Linked DNA regions of Triticum aestivum: region 2 is linked to region 1. The links are chromatin contacts, called in public Hi-C maps. All regions are on one chromosome and are shown on one strand. The core of a region is the stretch at or near the end of the contact, and the rest is flanking DNA. Distances in the headings are between cores, read along the strand shown.

Region 1 (3,671 bases), core at 492-2,991:
CATATGCATGCAGGTACTCAAAAGTTGCATATAGACGGGGCGCTGAAGTTCCACATCTCACTAGCAGGGGTGGTTCGGACGGGTGCCAGCAGTGAAAACTACACATCCACAAGGGGTACGGGGAAAGTTGCACATCACTGCTAGACAGTTCACCGGGGTAACATCCGATGTTGCACATCCACTGCTAGGCAGTTGGCGGAGGCGGGAAACAATGAAAGCTGCACATCCACGAGCAGGGGAAAAGTTGCACATCAACTACTACGCACTTGGCTTGAGTAATAGACAAAGTTGCACATCTCGCTGTTAGAGGGTAGTTAGGGGTGGAGGTGCCATCTCATCCACGCGTAGGGGGGAAGTTATACATCAACTGCCAGATAGTTGTACATAGATTGCTAGACAGTTGCACCAAACATGGTACTTTCCCTAATATGCATTACAGTTTTTCTTATATAGATTAAAAGGGACAAGTTATTTCCTTTTATATTTAGAGGGTAGAAATTTACTTTTCGGGCCGGACGCTCGGGAGCACTAGGGAGCAGCCTGCCATTCCCGAGACGTGTCCTTGAACATATGCAGGTCCATTGGAATGCACTATGTAGGTCCTTCCACTGGTTTTAGGAACCATCTAGAAATTTTTGGATGCTTTTTTGTTTCCTTTCAGCTTTTTTCTAGTTTATTTTTTGATTTTTCCTATTTTTCTCTTTGATGTTCTTGTTCCTTTAAAATTTAACTTTTTCATGATTTTTTAAATATACAAACTTTTAGAATTCAGGAACTTTTGCTGATTCGCAATTTGTTTTCAGTTTCTGGATTTTTCCAAATTTTGTGAGCTTTTTCCAATACAATGCATAATTTTTCAAATTCGTGAACATCTTTGCATTTGTGATATTTTAATGCGATGACATATTTTTTTCAAATTTGCGAGCATATTGTTCTAAATCCAATAACATATATGATTTCACCAGATTTAAAAATAATAATAATAAATAGGCTAATTTTTCTCTAAGAACACATACCACTTGTAGCTAGATACGAACGATGCCAAGCGAGTGGGAGTCGAGCGAGCGTTACTGGCGTGAGGTCATTTGGGCTAGGCCCATATATACGTTGTTGTGCAAGGCGGCGTCAAAGCTGGCCAAACGGGCTGGGCCTGGCATGCAGGCCCGCGAGCACACTGGCATGACACGTGATGGGCCAGGCCCGGCACGCTCTAATCGAGTCGTGTCAGGCACGCAGCACACCTTGGGCCATTCCTGTGCCTGAATGCTGGGCACGTGGGCCGGCACAGATGGCCCGCTTACATTTTTTATTTTTTATTTAGATAGGTAAAACTATGTCTACCATAGCTTGCCACAGAACTAGTTAAGGGTCACTAAACTTTTAACGATTTAAAAGTTATCAAAAATATGAAATAAATATGGGAGCATCTCTTTAATGTAATAAGATGATCCAACGGAGGGATTGTCAAAATATGCATCTATGTGTTCTCGGCAAAAATAATAAGCATTTCAGCTTACTGCGACATAAATATATGTTGAACTATTTGTTTTTTTGTCCAGGGCACATACAGTCGTATTTTTTAATCCCTCTATTGAATCATGTTATATTATAGATGTGTTGGTTCAGTATTTTTTTCATAATATATATATATATGGCATAAGAAACAACCCAACAAGCCGAAATCGGCCCAAATAACAACCTATCAGGCCAACAACCTAGCAGGCCAGCGTGCCTGGCGTGCCGTTGGGCCGGCCCGCATAGCTCCTGGACCGTGCCTGGGCTGGAGGGGGCAGCACATGGTCCCGGCTAATAATCGTGCCGTGCCAAGCATGATTAAGATAGGCCGGGCCGACCCGTTTGGCTAGCTCTGGGCGGCGTGTTAAGCGCCGAAGGGGAGCTCCTATGTGACGCTCTTTGTGTTGAAGAGTCGACGTTTTGCACAGGGGTGGCTCAACTAGGCTGGCCCATTTGGCTTTCGCGAGGTAAAAACGTGAAAAAAGGAACGCGCTTGAGCTGGGATTCAAACCTGTGATTTCATAGTGTTGCGGGAGCTGAGCTAGCCGCTATGACCAGCTTGCTCTCGTGCTTCATGGGCGCCACAAATCTATAAAAAGAAAACGATGACGATAAAAACTTAACACTTGCTCAAATATACCAAAGACTAAAGTACCACTCGGAGGATCGAAACGAGCACCTCCTGTTAGGGAACTACTAGGTCGGTAGCCACTATAATTCTTGGAAATTTGTGTCAAAAATTGCAGCCCGCTGTATATTAACTATAAGCTGCAACCGATTTAAGCTTTTTTGAAATATCGAACTGGATTTTCTTGGTGAAAAAGGTAAATATTTTTTGAAATGAGAAAGTTTTTCATATTTTGAACAATTTTTTAAAACCTCAAACATTTCAGGAAAATAGAAAAATTAGGACAACGCTAACGCCCACACGTGTGGTGGAAGCCAAACCCGCCCACACGCTCTATAGCACACAGACTATGCCATGTCACCGCATGCATGCATGTGAAAATCTTTTTGGTTTTTCTGTTTTTAAAATGTTTTATCTCCTAAATGAAAAGTCCGATTAAAGATCCGTTTTCACCATTAAATCCCTCGCGACGAGATCTTCGAAACTAGATCTCATATCTATTTCGACGAATTTTTTTGGGTTAAAAGTTGCCGTGTCTATTGCACATGAATTGCCATCATGTTTACACTGAAGTTGCCATGATATGTTTTAGCTATTTTCTTCTATATTTAAAACTAAATTTTGACATATTATAAAACGGGAAATTAAGAAACTAGACTTGCCATGCACCATAAATTAAAATTTTCATGATACATGCACTTAAAATTGCCATGGTTCATACGAAAAAATATTTTCATGATCAAAGTACTGGAATTGCCATCATCGAAAAACTAAAATTGCCATGATCTACAAACTAAAATTGCCACATGGCAACTTTAGTTTAAGCACTATGGCAACTACAGTGTAAATATCATGGCAACTTTTGGGCAAATTTTTTTTTCGTCGAAACATATCAACATGGGGGCTAGTTTTGAAGATCCCGTCGAGACGGATTTAATGGTGAAAACGGATTTTTAATTCGCTTTTTTAATTAGGAGATAAAATATTTTTAAGCCAAAACCAAAAAGATTTCTGCTGATGTCATTTATTCATACGTGGCAAAATGAGTGGTGATGAAGGCGTGTGGGCGATGTGCAAACGCACACACGTGTGGGCATTAGTTTTTCCGAAAAATTATTTGGGATTCTCAACATATTTTCTTCCAAAAAAGGAAAGAAATTGCAAGCAGAACATTTTATGAAATTACAAACAATTTTGTAAAAAAACACAAACAAATTTTGAAAAACAGGAACTAAAATTGAAAACGAGAACATTTCTTAAAATTACGAACAATTAATCCAAACTCGATTTTTTTTTCAAAATTCCATAAATTTTTTTGTAAACATGAACAATTTTTGAATTTACGAACAAATTTCGAAAGCTGTAACATTATTAGAAATTCCGAACCATTTTTTATGTTTGTGAATAAAAAAATTGAACATTTTTTAAATCCGCAGGACTTTTTTTTAATTTGAGAACAAATTTTGAAAACACGAAAGTTTTCAAATTCTTGAACAAAACTAGTGTGGGAACATTTTTTGAAGTTTCT
Region 2 (3,715 bases), core at 331-2,830, 110 kb before region 1:
TCGTGAGCTTACCGAACGAGCTGGGGATCGGCCCCGTGAGAGAGTTCACCGACAAATCCAACTGACTCAGGCTCACCAGCTCGCCGAGCTCTGCTGGGATAGAGCCTGTAAGGTTGTTGCTGAAGAGATACAAGATATCCAACTTGGTTGCCTTGCCGAGCTCCGGCGGAACCTTCCCAGTGAACGAGTTGTTCTGCCCTTGGAATGATATAAGCTCTGGCCAGTTCGTGAACAAATCTGCCGGAACCTGACCGGCGAGTTTGTTTGACGATATGCCAAACTCCCGCATTTTGCGCATCCTGGCGAACGCCGGCGGCAGGACACCCGTGAGCTGGTTCATGGACAGCTCCATCAAATTGAGATTGCTAAGGTTGCCCAGCTGCGGTGGAATAGTGGAATTCAACCCGGCGCTCTTGAGGTCAAGGCGTTGCAGCATTTGGAGCCGGCCAAGAGCCGGCGGGATCGGCCCGCCGAGCGGGTTGATCCCGAGTTCAAGAACTCTCAGCTGGGAAATGGACCCAAGGAAATCGGGGACTCCTCCGGTCAGATTATTGTTTAAAACCCGCAGGTCCCGGAGATTCCTCAGCTTCGACAGCGACGGCGGTATCCGCCCGGAGAAAGCATTGATGGACAGGTTGAGGTACATGAGGTTGGGGAGCTTCTCGGCCAGGGAGCCCGGTATCGGCCCGGAGAAATTGTTCTGCGACAGGTCGAGGTAGGTGACGTTGGCGCTCTTGAGGATGAACTCCGGGAAGCCGCCGGTGAGGTAGTTGAGGTAGAGCGACATGAAGGTGACGGTGGGCATCGGCGATAACTTGCGGTAGTCCGGGTCGGTGAGGAAGTTGGATCCCAGATCGAAATGCTGGATCCTGGGGAGCCTGCTTAGCTGGTGGGGGATGGCTTCGGCGAGGTTGTTGTTGTAGAGGCGGAGCTCGACGAGGCCGGAGAGGTCGGCGAGCTGCGGCGGGATGGAGCCGTTGAAGCTGTTGCTGCCGAGGTCGAGCCTGGCGAGGGAGCGCAGGCGCGAGAGGCCCGGCGGGATGGCGCCGATGAAGTTGTTCCCGTTGAGGTCGAGCGCGGCGAGGGCCGGGAGCGCCGCGGCGTCGAGCTTGTCGAGCGTGCCGGCGAGGCCGAGCCCCCGGAGCGCGAGCGAGTCGACGCGGCCGGCGGCGTCGCAGGACACGCCCTTCCAGGAGGAGCAGAGGCCCGCGGGCTTGGCCCAGGTGGCGAGCGCGTCCGGGAGCGGGCGGTCGAGGCTGGCCTTCCAGGCCAGCAGCGCCTCGGCCTCCGTCGCGGCATTGGCGGCGCCGGCGGAGAGCAGGAGGACGACGAGGAGCGGGAGGAGGATGAGGGCTCGTGCGCCTGGCGTCGGCATTGGCTGGCGCGCCGTCGGTATGGCAGACGGGGAGGGACCTCCGGCGAGAGGAGGGGGGATTTCAGCTCGCGGCGCGGCTGGTCAGTGGGACGCGGGTTGACTCGAGTAGACAAGTACTGCTACTAGTACGGCGTCCATGTGTGTGGTTGGGTGGTGCGGTGCGGTGCGAGTGTGTGTGGGGAAGCGGGGTACGGCGACTTGGAGGCATCGTCGTCGCGTACCGGAATTCCAGCGGCGAGAAAGGAGGGTTTCAGGGCCGACAGCCTGTGCTTTGCTTGTCCATGATACCAGCGGCTTGCCGTGCTTTGACCTCTTTTTTTTTGTTCGATGTAAAAATGCAGTGCTTTGACTTGAATAAGATGGCCCGGCATATCATGGTGGACGATTCCATTCCTCTTACCAGAATAGTTGATTGATCCATCGTGATCGCGGTCCATTCCAAGCCGGTCTGGATTCATTAGCCGCAAATTTAGAAGTTGGACCGTGAGCTGCTGCCGGACGGTGACAACCGCCGGGGGTTCCTCCTTTCGCCACCCTGTCCGTCCGTCCGTGCCTCATCCATGCCGCGGGTTCAGTTTTCAGTAGCTGCACTCCAAACTTGTAGTACAATAACTTGTAGGGAAATAACTAAATCATACAAAAACTAAAAAACCACAGAAAAATGGTACACTAACTTAACTAACAGCATGTTTTGGTACAATTTCCGTCAATTATAACGGTGCACGGTCCGTCGCTCTTAACTGCTGCTACGTTGCCCTTTTGATCTCCCTCTGTCCTATGTGGGTCCCAGTCGTCAGTGAGACAGAGAAATAAAGAAACGAAAAAACAAGGCGATGGTGCCAGCCTTATTTTGGATTGAGTTAATTACAGTACAATAACTTGTAGGGAAATAACAAAATCATACAAAAACTAAAAAAACCTCAGAAAAATGGTACACTAACTTAACTAACAGCACGTTTTGGTACAATTTTCGTCAATTATAACGGTGCACGGTCTGTCGCTCTTAACTGCCGCTACGTTGCCCTTTTGATCTCCCTCTGTCCTATGTGGGTCCCAGTCGTCAGTGGGACAGAGAAATAAAGAAACGAAAAAACAAGGCGATGGTGCCAGCCTTATTTTGGATTGAGTTAATTACATGTGCAGTACAATAACTTGTAGGGAAATAACTAAATCATACAAAAACTAAAAAAACCCAGAAAAATGGTACACTAACTTAACTAACAGCACGTTTTGGTACAATTTCCGTCAATTATAACGGTGCACGGTCTGTCGCTGTTAACTGCCGCTACGTTGCCCTTTTGATCTCCCTCTGTCCTATGGCTCCACGCCATTCACCATGTATAAATCGAGGCAAATAACTTTGTATACTTACAGCTTCAGACACGTGCTGGCCTTGTTCGGTTGTTTTCGTTTTTTAGTATTCTTTTTGTTTCGTTTTATCTTTTTTCAGATCTTGGGATTCTTCGTTTTTTCGGTTTTTTGCACATTATATGCCTTTTGTAATATACGGTGTACTAGACAAATACTGTACAGGTTCTACCCCATCTTGAAGATAACACGCCGCCGATGCAAACCTAATGCAGCCGCCGATGCAATCCGAGGCCATGTCACGTGGCGCAATCGGAACAGAGTAGGGCAGTACATGCCCAGTAGGCCAGTAGACCCAACTGAACGTAAGACACCCAAAAAAGCCACCGGAGCAGCGGCCCGAAAAGGCCAGCGCAGCCTAACGCTTGAGTCTAACGCGCGAGTTAGCCTGCAGACGAGATTTAGGTGGGACTAACAATGAATCTGACGGCCAAAAACAACTACAAGTGGCGATCCAATGATTAGAAATGCCGATGGTCTGAGAGGGCTCGGAGGGTGCTCGGTTATAATGTATCTAAATTTCATCTCATATGAAGAATTCACGATGTAATTCATTCATGGGATATCAGACCCTTAAAGAGATGAAAGTTTCAAGGTTTTGTTCGGGCTCTATATTTCATCAAGTTTTTGAAAATTACGTAAGATACTGGAGTTGCTCTAGGAAATATGTGTGTTCTTTTTTAGTATGTGTTATGTAAACAAAGTTCTGATACAGTAGAAAAAATTATTTTAGAAAATTGTCTAGTATGTGTTCTATAAAAAAAGTTCAATATAAGCGTAAAAAGGTTTGATATACATTAATAAATTCATCATATATAAAAATGATTTGTGTGTATTTAATAAATGTTCATTGTATAATTAAAGAAAGATCACCGTATATTAAAAAATGTTCAATATATATAACCAATTATTCATCGTATATTAATAATGTTCAGTGTGAATTTATACAATAATGATCAGTGTGTATTTACA

Evidence for each region. A called contact is a pair of places that touch in the nucleus more often than the background predicts.
Region 2: a contact with region 1 is called in a Hi-C map of leaf, with 3 times the contacts expected there. The contact joins the promoter of LOC123180995 here to the enhancer-like site in region 1. A contact is called at or near these places in 4 of 5 Hi-C or Micro-C datasets (leaf and root).

The regions. Positions count from the first base shown.
Region 1 is chr1D:205,875,786-205,879,456 of IWGSC CS RefSeq v2.1, reverse strand. No RefSeq gene overlaps it. Among protein-coding and RNA genes, the nearest start is that of LOC123180995, 110 kb to the left of the region's middle. Within about 2 kb of position 1,741, at least 7 of the 8 cell types and tissues checked have an H3K27ac peak or open chromatin away from gene starts, as enhancers often do. A contact at or near this core is called in leaf and root, where this site is marked.
Region 2 is chr1D:205,986,139-205,989,853 of IWGSC CS RefSeq v2.1, reverse strand. LOC123180995 (probable leucine-rich repeat receptor-like protein kinase At1g35710) reads right to left here and starts at 1,580. Exons shown (of 2, transcript XM_044593200.1): 1 at 1-1,580. The coding sequence starts at 1,375.